Linked DNA regions of Zea mays: region 2 is linked to region 1. A link is a contact called in public Hi-C data. All regions are on one chromosome and are shown on one strand. The core of a region is the stretch at or near the end of the contact, and the rest is flanking DNA. Distances in the headings are between cores, read along the strand shown. Region 1 holds the start of LOC113633878. Region 2 holds the start of LOC100273361.

Evidence for each region. A called contact is a pair of places that touch in the nucleus more often than the background predicts.
Region 2: a Hi-C map of endosperm shows a contact between it and region 1, with 2.5 times the contacts expected there. The contact joins the promoter of LOC100273361 here to the promoter of LOC113633878 in region 1. A contact is called at or near these places in 7 of 25 Hi-C or Micro-C datasets (ear, endosperm, leaf and 2 more).

Annotation. Positions count from the first base shown.
Region 1 is chr4:174,230,566-174,238,405 of Zm-B73-REFERENCE-NAM-5.0, reverse strand. LOC113633878 reads right to left here and starts at 4,875. Exons shown (of 2, transcript NM_001150333.1): 1 at 4,480-4,875; 2 at 4,438-4,478. The coding sequence starts at 4,679. The coding sequence ends at 4,438. It overlaps LOC103654090 (tricalbin-3), which reads right to left. Exons shown (of 8, transcript XM_008680890.4): 5 at 6,864-6,973; 6 at 6,679-6,777; 7 at 6,054-6,504; 8 at 5,513-5,902. The coding sequence ends at 5,814. It also overlaps the pseudogene LOC100276578.
Region 2 is chr4:174,542,136-174,549,975 of Zm-B73-REFERENCE-NAM-5.0, reverse strand. It overlaps LOC100273361, which reads right to left and starts at 5,238. Exons shown (of 8, transcript NM_001147800.1): 1 at 5,019-5,238; 2 at 4,682-4,769; 3 at 4,473-4,561; 4 at 3,745-3,823; 5 at 3,603-3,662; 6 at 3,384-3,505; 7 at 3,224-3,295; 8 at 2,729-3,039. The coding sequence starts at 5,122. The coding sequence ends at 2,937. It overlaps LOC100279080, which reads left to right. Exons shown (of 7, transcript NM_001350277.1): 3 at 1-74; 4 at 145-499; 5 at 938-1,032; 6 at 1,391-1,585; 7 at 1,667-2,567. The coding sequence ends at 2,305.

The DNA of each region.
Region 1 (7,840 bases), core at 3,626-6,125:
AAGTCGGGCACGCGCCACCGGACATCCAGGCGGGCCCAGCAGTCAGAGCTCCAACGGTCGGAACCCAACGGCCTGGTGACGTGGCTGGCGCACCGGACACTGTCCGGTGCGCCATGCGACAGCAGCCTCCACCAAACGGCTTGTTTGGTGGTTGGGGCTATAAATAACCCCAACCACCCCACATTCAAGTCATCCAAGTTTTTCACCTTCCAACCACTTACAAGAGCTAGGCATTCAATACAAGACACACCCAAGTGATCAAATCCTCTCCCAATTCCACAAAAGCTTTAGTGTTAAGTGAGAGAGATTTGTTGTGTTCTTTTGAGCTCTTGCGCTTGGATTGCTTTCTTCTTTCTCTTTCTTTCTTGAGATCAATACTCACTTGTAACTGAGGCAAGAGACACCAATTGTATGGTGGTCCTTGCGGGGAAGTTTTGTTCCCGGTTGATTTGAGAAGAGAAAGCTCACTCGGTCCGAGGGACCGTTTGAGAGAGAGAAGGGGTTGAAAAAGACCCGGCCTTTGTGGCCTCCTCAACGGGGAGTAGGTTTGCGAGAACCGAACCTCGGTAAAACAAATCCGCGTGTCACACTCTTTAGTCGCTTGCGATTTGTTTTGCACCCTCTCTCTTGGACTCGATTATATTTCTAACGCTAACTCGGCTTGTAGTTGTGATTAACTTTGTAAATTTCAGTTTTGCCCTATTCACCCACCCTCTAGGCGACTTTCAGGCGTGCAACTCAAAAGCACATGGTGGCCTCGACATCGTTCACCTCAGAAAGCACAACGAAGCACTTCTAATGAAATCTTTGTATAAATTCTTTAATAGACAAGACTTTTGCATCTGAATTATTGGGTAGCTTCCGGAATCAACATACAAATGTCTGTCTCTACATCTTCCTCATGCATGTCTCTCTCTCTCTGTCTCCAGGCTTGACAGTGAGACTTTGGAGAGATAACATTGAGATTTTTACAATATACGCATTTATTAAAGATACAAACACTAAGATTATTATCTATATATATAGCTAGTCAAACTTTGAGGATTCGGCTGATGACTTCATGCGTGCATGCATTATTTTGATGGATGGAGGATTCTGTTACAATATTTTGTGACCAATCCAAGGGGCTCGACAAACACATCCCTAAGGGATGACCCATGTCATATGTATATAAATCTGTCTTTCCTGCAATAAAGCGAACACAACTGTCATTTTGCACTATTCCTCTCCATTCTCTCGAATCTCGTTTTCACTAAGTTACAACATGTTATCAGCACGCTCGTGAGATCACAGAAGAAAGAGTTTCGAGGGAGCCTGGCCGGGCAGGCTACTTTGCCTCGCTCGGCATGGCAATCGGTAGGCCGCAGGCATGCGGGGAGCGGTGCTCGTTTACCGTTCAGCGGCACTAGAAGATGAAGCTTCCTGCGAAGTTTCTCTGGCCAACGGGATCTAGCAGCCGGTGACACGGCTCGGGCCACATGCGTTGGCCAAGATGTGAATTCCTATTCGACATTAACAACATGTCTGACGGAAGGTAAAATGCAAATCCATCATTTTTCCATACGTAGTGGAGTTTGCAACTATTTTTTTCGTTGCCTTGCGTGTTCCTCTGCAACCGCCGCGACAACAAGCCGGGTCGCGCGCCCGCGCCTGGGTCGGGGTGGCCACGCCCAAGCCGCTGCTTGCCGCACGACGACAGAGCCGCGCCTGGCTGGCCATGCCTGGGTCGCGCTCGCGCGTTCGCGCCGGACACTCGCCTGGGCTGCACCTCGCCGGAGGAGCTAGCCGCCAGTGTCGCGCCGTGGGTCCATGACGTGCGCCGCCGGGCCGTTGCCCGCGCAGGGGGCCACGCGCCCGCGCTACTGATGAAGTCCCGCCCAGGGGGCTGCGCACCCGCGTCGCGCCTCGCGCCGTCGGGGCTAGGGGCACCGCGCCCGCCGGGAGAGGCCAACCCAGCCGCGGGTCGCGCCGTGCGCCGGCTGCGCGCGCCAATCTGGCCGGAGGCCGCCGCGCCCTGGGGTGCCGCGCATGGGCCGCCGGTGCCCCGCCACCGTGGGCAATCGCGCCGCCGGGGTGGCCGCGCCCATGCGCGCAGGGGGCCGCTCGCTAGCGGCCGGGCCGCCGCGCCTAGGCCTGCGCTCGCGCCCGCCGGGGAAGGCCACGGCTAGGACCGCGCCACAGGGGGAGGCCCCGCCCGCCCGCCTGTGTGCTGAGGCTGCGCGCCCGCGCCACAGGGGGAGGCCGCGCACGCCCGCCTCCGTGCTGAGGCTGCGCGCCTGCGCCACAGGGGGAGGCCGCGCCCTGTGCCGCCGCCCTGCGCCGGGTAGCCGGGGCCACGCCCGCGCGCGCCGGGCGGCGGAACGCACGCCGACGGGGCTAGGGACCGCCGCGCTGCCGGGCCGATCCCGCGCGCGCCCAGGGTGTGCGCCGCCGAGGGGCCGCGCCGTCTGGGGCCCGCGCACTGAGGCTGCTGCCCACACGCCAGGGCCGGTTGCTCGCTCGACCGCGCCGCCATGGCCTTGGGCGGCCGCCACCAGGAAGGAGAGACGAACGGTTAGGGTTGAAACCTTAACTGTTTGTTCATATGGACTCGTCTAGATGGGCCTCATGGGCCACCTGTCTGGGCTGTACAAATTGGGTCTGTCATTTTATCATTTTAGCATATTTTCTTTTGGAGTTCAATATGAGTTTTACTCATAATCCAAAAGACATTGTGTACTCCTTATTTTTCCCACAGGGTTTTTGAGGAGATAATATCTTGGAAGACAGCTGACAGATGATCAAATGGACTTGGATCAAGGGGGAGTGTTACAATATTTTGTGACCAAAGGGGCTCGACAAACACATCCCCAAGGGACACACCCCTTAGGGATGACCCATGTCATATGTATATAAACCTGTCTTCCCTGCAATAAAGCCAACACAACTGTCATTTTGCACTATTCCTCTCCATTCTCTCGAATCTCGTTTTCACTGAGTTACAACAGATTCTTTCAGCTGGTCACTGCATCGACCACGTCAGCATCCGCAGCTTCAGCTTCAGCCTGGAGCACCTCCTCCTGTGTCTTCTTGCCTTTCTTGGACTTGTAGTGGGCGCTCATGAAGGTCCCTACGGCGCCGTACTTGCGGCGGCAGTGGTGGTAGTGGGAGGCGTCGAACATCCTCCAGAAGTCCTTGCCGCTGAGCTCAGACACGGCGTACTGCGCCTGGTAGCCGTGGTTGCTGATGACCCACTGCTCCAGCCGGTGCACGGCTTGGGCGCCGTCGAAGTCCTCGCCCCGCAGAACAGGGGCGGGGGCGTAGTAGAAGCCAACGTCGGTGAACATCTGCGCGTAGCTGGTGTCACCCTTCCTGCGATGCTGCTCGAATCCTGGCTCCGGCCGCACCATCGTCTTCACGGGGAGCTTGAACAGGCGATGCGGGCACAGCCACACTGGGTAGACCTCCAGCTCACGGTGAGCAAACTCCAGCGCGTCGCTGAGCCTGTGAAGGGGCAGCAGCACGTCTCCTGGATGACGTGCCTGTCATGGTAGTAGTTCCTGATGGCTTCGCCTTGGGTGATCTTGAGCAAGGAGATCTTTGGCGGCATGAGCCAGCCGAGCAGGAGCCTGAACCAGAGCTGGTCGCCGAACGGGATGATCAGCTTCCCTTCCCAGTACAGGGACCTGGTGTGGCGATGGTAGTACTCCCTCGTGGGGATGTACTCCACGAACTCGCCCCTCTCGAGAGCCGTCTCGGCGTGCTGGTAGAACCAGGGCTTGAACCACCAGCCCACACGGTTGATGATCCTGCCGCTGCCCTTCGTCCTCCTCGCCTCCTGTTCCGAGGCATACACGCCCGTCATCATCACGCCCTCCGAGGACGAGTACACCATCCCTTCCACAAAGTCAGGGACCTTTGCCGGCAGGAACAACGAATCAGCATAAGCCTCCGCGATCTCCTTGAGGGTGCCCCTGACAGGAGTGTACGTGAGCCTCATGTACTCCTTCACACGAACGAGCCTGATCTCAGCCGAAACCAGGAGCCCGATCGTGCCTTGCGACCATGGCATGCCATAGAAGAGGTCGGAGTGCTCGTTGTCCATGGTGGCTCTCACGACCTGCCCATCCGCAAGAACGACCTCCATGGAGACAACCGTGTCAGAGAAGAGGCCGTAGACGTGAGAGCTCCCCGAAATCCCGTAGCCGTTTATCAGACCACCGACGGTAAGGTCGTCCAACTCAGGAGCCACGGCGAGCGAGAGGTTCATGGGGCAGGTAGCCTTGGTTATCTGGGCCATGCTGACGAGAGGCTCCACCCTGGCGACCATCCTCTCCGCGTCGATCTCGAGGATGTTCCTCAACGCGGAGAGGTCGACCTCGAAGCGTCTGGCGCGCTTGTAGTCCACGTTGCGCATGCCCACGACCACCCACGGCTTCCTCGCGGTGCAGACGAGGCCGTCCCTCTTCGGATCCCTCTCCTTGAGACGCTTCACGACCCTCTACGTTCTCCTGGTGTTCCTTCTGTCGACGCTTCTCGGATTTCATGGCGGACCACGTGTTCACCAGGAAGACGCTCAGGTAGATCAGCGCAGATATTGGAAGGGCCACGAAGAGGGCAGGAATCCATCGGAGTCGCACCAAGTAGTCCGCTAAGACCTTCTTCCTTTTGGGTCGCGCTCGCACCAGAGGATCCGCCATGTATGTCTCTAGTAGCTCTAGCTAGCTACCATTGATCCTCCAAATTAAACTGAGAATGTGCAGTGGAGTGGCATTTTTCCAAGTGCAAAATTCCACAAAAAAAAACAATAATTAACTAGAAAGACATTGAATGGATGTATGTAGCAGAGAGAGAGAGAGACGCACCTTGCCTGCGTGCATCCCTGGAAATTAATGGAGTGAGTGCTAGCAGCACCCTCTGTTTATATATAGCCAGTGGCCCCTGTACATGCAATCCATCTATGCTTATCACGTAAAAAGTACCGGTATCCAACACCAAAAAGAATTAAACGTTTCATGAGATAAATGTGATCCATCAAACATTGTACCGGTAACCACCAACAAAGAAAAAGTAAACGTTTCATGTTCGCAGAAAAAATAAGATACATGTGATCCATCTAGCGCTGTACTGGTAGCCACAATATTATCAATAAAAAAAACGAATTGCAATTTTTTTGTTGGAACATATAAAGTTCCATTACATTTTTTTACTGGAACAATATGAAGTTCTGTTTAATTTTATTATGGAGTTGTTTTGTTAGCTTCACTCCTACAAACAGCTTTACCAATGAAATTAAACCTCTTTTGTTACAGTATTTGACAAAACAGTTCTACATGTAGAATTTATGGTCTCACGAAATCTCATGAGTTCATTAAAACATATTATATAGGATCCACAAGTGTGAGTTAAAACTGCAAAAAATGTTTTTTTAAACTTGATCTCATCACGTTCTTATTCCTATGTGAGAGAATGATTAGCTATTCGCAAAAAGGCCTGTTTAGCCAAAAAAAAAAGTACTTCAAACAGCTCGTCATAATCATAAGCTGATGCCTAACAAGGCAGCCTTAAATTTTCTTGGTATATTTTTTAACGATACAACTACAATCGCATTTGCCTTGGAAACAGTAACCGATGGCAATGACCCCTGCCGCGACGCGAGCAGGAGAAATCCTGGTCCATGTTCAGCAAATCGGAAGGAGGTGACAGCAAAAATGAATATACACAGTTGCCTCTCTTCACTAGCCTTCCAAAAGAAAAGAAAAAAAAAAGAACAAGAAGAGAACTCTCTTGTTGTCACCCTTACAAGTTACAGCCAGTGTTGCCTTCACTCACGGTCACGGGTTGAAGTAGCCTGAGCCACCGAGGTTGGAGGACACCAGCACCATCACACTCGTTATGGCCGCCAGCCACACCAGAGCCGTATCTGCACGAAAGCCACCAACCCAACCAACGTCATACCGTTCAGTACCAAGCAAGTTAGGTAAGCTAGATTTGAAGCCCAACACATGAGCCCCCTAGTCACTATGGTAAGCAGATCATGCATGATATAAAAGACCACACAACATTAGCTTCACCTGTGGAGCTGTTTGGCACGGTGGATGCCTCCGTATCAGCCGCCGCAGCGCTAGTAGGGACAGTGACGCTGTCTGTGCCTTCTGGTCCACTGCCTGCCTGCTCACCTTCTCTTGACGAGCTTCCTGTTTCGGATGACACTATGCCTTGGAACTCCTCGCTCACCAGCAGCGCGGCGAGAAGATCCATGAAAGTTTCCCTTTCTTTACCCACGAAATCAGTCCCCTTGCTCATGCCACTAACGTAGTCCAGCACATCCTCGTCTGAGGCGTAACCCGCACCAATCTCGCTTCTCACCGCCTCGTCTTCTTCCTCTTCATCCTCGACATATGCCTTGTATGTCAGCCGAAGTAGAACTTCCCCAGCCTCTCGCTTCCCAAACAAACCCCATCCTCCATATAGAGTCACGATTTTGTCCGTAGGTACTGTATCTTTAAGTGACCCTAGCTCCACCTGACAAAAATACTGTCAGAAACCCCCATCCCAACTTATCAAAACATGCCCAGGGTGACAAGGAAAACCAGACCTATTCACCTGTCTTCCATCTATGCATAGTAGACACAGTAGTGTATATCAAATATAAATGGCATTGCAAAAAGGAAGCCTTCTGCACACACTCAAATTTACCTCTCCGGTGCCAATAGTGATGTCAGTTAGACCAATTGAATCCTTCACTTGAATGGTCAACTTCTGTTTGCGAGGATTTGCGACAAGCATATGGAAATCCTGTTTGATGTTGTATCTATAAGCATGATATCGTGCATGAAATATGTCTTCAGAAAACACACGTGTTCAGAGAGTTGAAGCTTTACTTGATTCCAAATTGGTTCTCCCGGTAGTCCAATCACAGTTGTTTGACTGTTCTTCTTGCTCTTTATTACTTGATCATCAATAATCATGACAACATAAGGATCTGTCTTGCCTGCACGAGAAGTAGTGTCAAACTCGACATGAAAATGGTAGCATAGCAAAAGGAGTCGACTTTTCTTACTTCTGCTTTATCCAGCTTGTACAGGTATTTTTTATCGCATAATTTTGGCTGAACTAAGAGCTACCATACTTAAGGGTAGTACCACTCAGATATGTGCTTCTTTCAGTCGAGATATTAACCTTTCAACCAATTCCTTAGCAAATATAGCCAGCTGAAAAAGATGCTATGCTACTTTGGACAGGATTAAAACAAACCTTGCCGAACCTAGAAAATATGTAAGTCATTTTACGTCGGCCCAAAAAAATGTTGGGCCTTGTACTCTACTTTTGGACTTCATTTACCAAAAGAAAATTTTCCATTCACATCATTTTCTTACTTAATACAACAATTGATGAGCTGGATATCGGCTCTTAAGTCTTAACTACTCCCTCCGGTCACAAATAAATAGCATTTTTAGGCTGTTTGAAGTCAGCCATTCCAGAGTTTGGTTACAAAATATTTCTATATGTTGAGTTTAGATATAAAAAAATCATCTATATTGTCTCAACATAGCAGGTCCCAAGCCCTGGTAAAGGAGAGTTATGATAGCCTTGGCAAGCTAATGTTAAACCTAGCATTTCTAATTGAGACAGAACCCAAAAATGTTGGGGTATAACCCTTTTAGCGATGCACCATATTGGAACCCAGGGTATGGTACTAAATGGGCAAGGGCCAGATCAGCACCCTCTTGGTGACAAATTGTGTCGTGATTTGGGCACGGTGTCAAATGAGCAAGAATCGGATCGCTGCTTTCTTAATGGCGCGCTACATCATCGCCCTAATGTAGTGAAAAATGAGCAAGGGCCTTCACATCATTGA
Region 2 (7,840 bases), core at 3,989-6,488, 310 kb before region 1:
TCCTGTCATCACGGTTGTTTTTCGATGCTAAAATGAGTGATGAGATAAACAAGGCCATCAAAGCACGCATTCAGGTTCGATATACTGCTCATTTCATATACACTTGTACCAATAGCTTTTGTTAATTGATTTTTGTTTGGTTAGAGGACTTTGTCAAATATGAGGACCCCCACCTACGTGGGTGAAATTACACTTACGGACTTTAGCCTTGGAGAACTTCCACCTTATGTGCATGCGATGAGAGTCCTTCCGCTGGATCTTAATGAATTATGGGCCTTTGAAGTTGACTTTGAGTATTCGGGTGGGATACTGCTGCACATTGAAACAAGGCTTGAGGTTCAGGAACCAGAGTTGCAAAAGGACATCATGAAAAGTAATTTTGGAGCAGATGCTAATGGAGATGTTGATTCTGATCTTCTTGAGAGTATTGAACAGTATGGTAACCAATTTAAAGGCTCGCACAATTCAGCTTCTTCAATTGGGGAGAATGATGAAGCAGGTCTCTTTTAGTTTCTTATGTGTTTCCCTGTTTAATAATATATCTACTGGAATCATTGTTTGTTTTTATCTAGTGAAGTGACTCAATGGTTGTTTGAACAATAAAGACAACTTCATATAATCTATTTTCTGCCAAATGGTTTAATTAATTTTTGCCTTGTTTATCGTAAGGAGTATGTTATCCTTTTTTTTTCTTATTTATGATTGTGCATACTTAAGATATTACATTGCTAGAATGTGTGGTCCACAGAGTCCTTTGGGTGACTGTTAATATTGTTAGAATTTATTTATTACTAGAATTCACAGTTCCTTTCTTTAGTTTGCTATCTTTGTGACAAAGTACTGAGCTGAGAGAAATATAAAGGAAAAGAGTAAAAACTCGTATGCAACATACTTCGATTTGGACCATGAGTGTGATAGTTCAATGCTTGTGTAACAGATGCTTCAAGTCAGTCAAAGAGCATTGGATGGACTTCAGCATATATATCAAGATGGAAAACTATCCTGCACTCAATAGCCGACCATGTCTCACAGGTTTGCTCCTCCCTCTATCTCCATGTGCTTTGCTGCAATTTTCTGCATCATGTCACCTTTGTCCTGATAGGTGCTGATTCAAGTATTTAAAACTGTATAAGTATTAAGTAGGACTTCAATACATTCTATGCCTGATGAAAGCATAGAAAGTTATTAGAAATGGCAATACAGTGTGATATTTGTTTATGAGAGAGTCAGTCTTCAACCCTGACCTTATTGACCCCCCACAACCCTGGGCTCTACCAGTGCATCATACGAGTCCCCATAAATAGGACATTTGATTTCAAAAGCTTAGATATTATTAGTGCCACTAGAAAGTCAGTACTTCACATGAATGATGCATTTCCTTCCTCTGCAGGTTCCTCTTTCTCTGGCAATAAGGATTTCATCTGTTCGAGGTATCTTGCGGATACAAATGAAGCCCCCTCCTTCTGATCAAATTTGGTATGGATTTACGTCAATGCCTGATCTAGAATGGGATTTGGAATCTTCTGTTGGGGATAGGAAAATCACCAACAGTCATATCGCTGCACTTATTGGTAACAGATTCAAGGTACCGAATGCACCTTCTGCTCTGAGCATATTCTTGCTTTGGTAAAGTTGTTTTGATTGTAAAACATGGTTCACTGTTCAGGCTTCGCTTCGAGATAGCTTAGTGCTTCCGAATTGTGAAAGCATCTCCATGCCGTGGATGTTGGCTGAAAAGGATGATTGGGTACCTCGCAAGGATGCTCCTTTTATTTGGCTAAATCATGAGCCCACTGAGATGAGAATCCATGCCACAGCTACAGCATCAACTCAGTCCGAGGAAGGTGGCTTGAAGGATGGTGGGAGTGAGGAATCATCGAGAGTAGTGGCATCCATTGACGAGGCAAAACAAGAGCCCAAGGCAGAGGCATCATTGCACGGCCAGTCTTCATCTGCTCCAGGCAGTGAATCTGCCCACAGCGATGCAAATGATGAGCTGAGGAAACCGCTGTTGATCACAGAGAAACTCCAGGAAGAAGCTTCAGAAGGTATAGCCATGTCTCCCATGTCCACATCTCGGAGGGCGGTGATACCAGCAGGGGAGCAGCCGCAGGTGTCAGCATCACCCATTGGAGAGGACGCGAAGCGAAAAAGCGGGAGGCGAGCTCGGATGATGGATTTCGGGAAGAGGATGGGGGACAAGCTGGAGGAGAAGAGGCGGACCATCGAAGAGAAAGGGAGGCACATCGTGGAGAAGATGCGAGAGAATGCTAGGACCAACAGCATGGAGAGGACCAGTAGCTAGCGAGGATGCAAGGATCGGCATCTTGTTTCGTTGATTTGGGAAGTGGTGTATAGGCTGAACTTGTATGTTTTCTTTGTAGAGTTGTGCAACATTTAGGGTTCCACGAGAGCTGATCTATTATGTGGGTGTGGCGGCGGCAAATATGCATGGATGGGATGAGCGGTGTACTTGTGACCTCATGTTAGTATCAGCTTGTGGAATACTATGAAAAATGCAGGTGCCAATGCCTTTCACCATGCTACTAGTTAGTTTGTCTGCTACTTGTTCCCAAGTTTAAGAATGTGATCAACTGTGACACCTTGTTTACTTCGTCTTTCTCCTAATCAATACGTAAAAAAAACACCTGATTGACTCGTCAAGTTTTCCTGACGTTGCAAGAATCATCATCATTATCATCATCATCATCAAGAAACAGACGTGTCTGAAACAAGACATGCATCCATATTATATTTTTCTATTCTGCTAGCCTGCCTTGAGCTGTTAGTTAAAATTCACTGCTATCACGACGATAAAATAAAACCCATGACAATTTATTTATTTACATACAAGGGCACATCGAGATGCATGCAGTCTTGATCAAATTTCTCGGCCAGCCTTGCATCACCACCGTTGCTTGTCACCTGTAAATTTATCATATCTTGAAGTGCTTGTATCCATAATCAGAGCTCGTCATGCCCTCTTCCCAGTCACCCATTTTCTTGCCTCCAAAAACCACTTGTTTGATACCCAAGTGCCTGCAGAACCAGTCAAGGCAACAAGGCTGAGTTATAAGGAGGAATGCTTCCAAATCTGAAAAATAATATACAGCATTTCATTATGCATGTGGCCCGCTCAGAAGTGATGTCATATCATAAAGCTAGTGCTCAAGGAATACAAAGTTGCAAGTGTATTTTACATGATAAGTGAAATATGTCTTACTCTGAGCTCAACTGTGTTAAGCAGTTTAGTAATACATCCAAGCCAAGGTAATCCGAGGTTCCAAGGTCCACCCTGAAAGGAAAAAACAGTGAGGGGAATTTCAGAGTCTGCACATATCCTTTTACAAGTGCCCAAACTGCCAAATGGTTCCAACGCTCACCAAACCCTGGCCCAATTGTCTTGGAACTCAACATCACTGATATCATGGAAAGATGATGGCATTACTGTGGAAGCTTCTTCAGAATCATATGAAGGGTCGTAGTCCATCATTGAGTTGGCCAGCTGACATTGAAACTGGCAACGTTACATGTTCTCGAAAGAACTGACGAATTAAGTAGCCAACAAAGGAAATAAAAAGATAAATTTGAATGAACCCAACCTGCAAATTTGAAGAATTGTAAGCTCCTAGCCTTCCCATGACATACCAAGCTTGGACTACCTGTAAAGAACACTTCACGTCAAGACAGTATGTTGTTTTCTGAATAAGGAGAATCCAATGAAATTGTACAATGCCACTTTACACCACCAAGCAGGTCAACATCTCGATCTGTTGGTTCTCCAAAGAGCTCAAACCAAATGAAAGAATTCAATGGGTTAAAGCTGCAACAATAAAAGAACAAATGTCATTCAAGCTTAACTTGTTAAAGCTCTTCCGTTTTAGAAAAAAAAAACAACGATTTCATAAACCCCCTGCTTCTACGGAAGACAAGAACTAAGATCTATTACATTTGAAAGTGGAATAAACAAGAAAAAAAACATGAATATTCAGACATTGGCACAGCTCATTTGGACTGAGAATCAGACATACATAGAGCAAGGGAAGAAATGGGGTGACAACAAGCATCAAATCTATTGCCTGTGAAATGTGAGTGCCATTAATCCAGACACCGAGTTATTGAGTGTTGATTCGTCTTCATGTGCTAGTTTAGGATTTATAAACGAGGTACAAACGTTTTAGCATGTAAATACAAGTTGGTTGAGGATGTAAAGTGAGGAGATGATCATCTATTATCCAAGGCCATTAAAGTTAAACAGAATCAAAAGATATGTGCAAATGTATATTTTTACAGAAACATGGAGCCATTTCATTAGAAGCATGTGTTTAGCAGCTCAGCTCAGGTAGTCCAACTAAGCTGATCCTATCACAGTATCATATGTGCCGTAGGAACTATTAGCACACTCCACTTCTGATCCTTCGAAATGGAAAACAGAGAAACACAAACGTGACTATAGCGGGTGAGAATCTCACTCTCGAAAGCTGACTTTAAAAGCAACAATGGAGCCTGTCTTGGATTTATTGAATTGGGCCCTGCCTTTCTTGCGCACCCTTTCCTGGATCTGTGAATCGCGTAGTACACAAGGCATGGCATGAGTACTGTTTACCAGGGTCAGCAAATTCTCCCAGTAAAACAGCGAAATAGGAAGAGCAAAAGAATTGAACTCAGCAACAGCACTTACCCGTTGCTTCATGAGCTCCGGGTTGCCGATGCTATCACCAAGAATGGCGCGGAGCTCTTCATCATCCCTGCAGGCGTTCTCCAGTACCCTGCATTACCATATCACGGCATTAAGAAACAGCAGCCAAGCATTTGGATTTCGACAGGAATAGAAGGCCGAGACGAAAACAACTGAGAAACGGAACAAACAAACGATGGCATCCAGCCAATACATAGTGAGAGAGAGAGAGGGAGAGAGAGAGAGAGAGAGAGAGAGAGAGAGAGAGAGAGAGAGAGAGAGAGAGAGAGAGAGAGAGAGAGAGAGAGAGAGAGAGGGAAAGGAGGCGCAAGCTGCGTACTTGGCCCATCCGGGGTAGGTGTGCTCCCGGTCGTACTCGCGGCGGCGGCGCTCCTCCCGCACCTTGACCAGGCGCCGCTCCCTCGCCGTCGTCCCGGACGCCATCGCGTTCTCCGCCGCACCGCCTCTCACCGCCGACGTGCGGATGTGGATGCGAGGAAGAAGCGGCGGCGGCAGCGAGAACGCCGGTAAAGGAGAGAGCACGGGCGGGAGTAGCCGTGACATCGCCGTTTCAGAGTTGAGAATGTCGTCGTCGAGGAGAGAAACGGGCACCCTTATCTTCTTCCTCCTAGGCCTTTGGGCCTGGTATTATTGGCCCAACTTAGTACAATCGGACAAGTCAAAGGTAATGACGGGGGCTTTTGTATCACTAGATGAGTGTCTGTGCGTTGCAACGGAAACATATTAACACAACAAGTTATGTATAAATGTGTTACATTGTTATGAGAAAATGTTTCAAAATCCATAGCTATACATAAACTTCATTATTTTAATCTAGTTATTTTACCACTGCACTGCAACCATAGGTACGAAGGGGCTCATGTACATGTCCGTGCGCTGCTCCCACGATTGTGTTTGGGACATTGTCTTGCTCATCAAAATTGCTTAATTGGGTGAGGGCTGCAAGGATGAGATATAACAGAGTTCTTAGCATGCTCACATTTGGTGAAAAAATGATGTTGGAGTAATCCGGTTGACACTGTTAGTGGAGGAGCGACAAAGCACGAGCATCATACAACGGACGCGTCGCCTGCTAGAATGCGCACGGATGATACCCGTGACAAAAGGCTACACGTATATTTGTTATAGCAGAGCTTTATATTACCTGGGACAGGACGGGTTCAGATGAATTGTCTAAAGCAACCATAACTCGGGGCTCTGGATCGTCTCCACCAGCTGGTTCTGCTGACAAACAGTTGCAGCCGATATACTACCTTTCCAGCATATGTATTTGGACATACACCTCAACATGCCTCAATTCTACACAACCAAACGGGAAATAGAAAAATGCATTGAGACTCCAACCAAACATCTGACTAAAAACCGAATAGCTTTCATTCGAAGGTTGGTTCAATTCATACCTAGGGTCCATGAGAACCATTTGAGGTGAAGGTTTCTTTCCCACTTGGTTTTGGAGCCAAGACTGCCCTCGGCTTGGGCCAGTAGCACGGACACCAGAGGTAAAGAAGCATGTGATTTCTGTTGGGCCTTTCTGAGGTCGGGTGATTTCCATACAGGTTGCACCTATCAGTGATGTTTCATTTAGTACAAAATCAACATTACATAAAACACGAATAAGGCTTATTATAGACTATACTCTCAGCCCAGACCAAGGAGAGACTGCAGAGAAACACATGTTTAAAATTTAGAAGCACAGTTCTTCACACAACAACGTTAAAGATTGGATCAATTTTATTCTACAAAATATATTAACAGGAAAGTAACATCTAAGCACATGCTTTCCTTAATCTACTATCACCATAGCGAATAGTTAGTAGCATTCAATAACCAGTGCAAGGAATGTATATCAAAATCTAATAAGAATGAAAGAAAGTTTGTTGATCCAATAGCAGCCAAGTTTATTCCTGGATTCTACTGGAGGGAACAGAACAACCAAGTTCACGGTTTAACTTCATACCATAAACAACAAAGGATTTTGGAAAACCCTTGACAACTAATATGAGCTTTGTGAGAAGAAAGCAGCTAACCATAAAGGAACAAGATGCAGCTATAATTTAGATGTTTCAAACTATACAACTGTGAAGATCAATTGCCCTACAGAACACTCTGCAGCTAAATTAAAACTCATCAAAGCTGACTGTTTCCTACAGATTATCTGTACTCTATGGTGTCGATTCTATTCTCAAAAAATCAAGATAAAATCGTATCGATCCATGTTGGTTTTAGTACTGATCAATAAGATATTGGGACCGAGATGTGGATACTCTGCTGGAGGCGAGGAACAAGTGAAATGGAGAAGAAATCTTTTAGACTGGAGATCAGGATTTGGAGGGTATGCTCCGAAGTTGGGAATGATAGATCAATCCAGAGAAAGAGAATATGTGCATCAAGGATTTGAAACAGATGTCTACGACTTTTGGTTAGTGCAGTTTCACAGTGTATACTTTAGTTTCGAGAAAGAATTCAGTTTTTTAAAGCAGTTAATTAAAGCAATTCTTATGGCTCAATGAGGGCTAGAAATGGACCCTATACTGGTCGGAGCCACATACCACAGTGTGAGACTGTGAGGTGTACAAGATATGCGGACCGTATGGTAGCTGCAACCCTGACGCAAATGCTGGGAGCCCTGAGGATTGTCAAGTGACTTGCTTCAACAGTTGCAGCTGCAGTGCTTACACATATAACGACACTGACTGTTTTGTTTGGCATGGAGACCTGGTCAACCTCCAAGAACAGCACACTAGCGATGGAGGAGGAACCCTCTTATTCACTCAGGCATGCCGATCCGAGCTGCCAGCTGCTGCAGTGCACAAGGCTACGCTCATTGGTATAGTTGCTAGTGGAGTTGTTGCAGTTTTGCTAATCCTTCCCGTGCTAACTCGAAGGAGATGCTGCTGCCGCCAAGAGAGCGTTCTTCTGGTATTTGAGAATACCACTGCGAGGTTGACCACCTTCCGGCACAACGATCTGCAGCGCGCCACTGACAACTTCTCGGTGAAGTTGGGAGAAGGCGCCTTTGGCTCGGTGTTCAAAGGTCAACTTCCTGCAGGCTCAAGCTCAACTCCAATTGCAGTGAAAAGGCTAGATGGGTTTCAACATGGGGACAAGCAGTTCCGTGCCGAGGTGTCCACTGTCGGAATG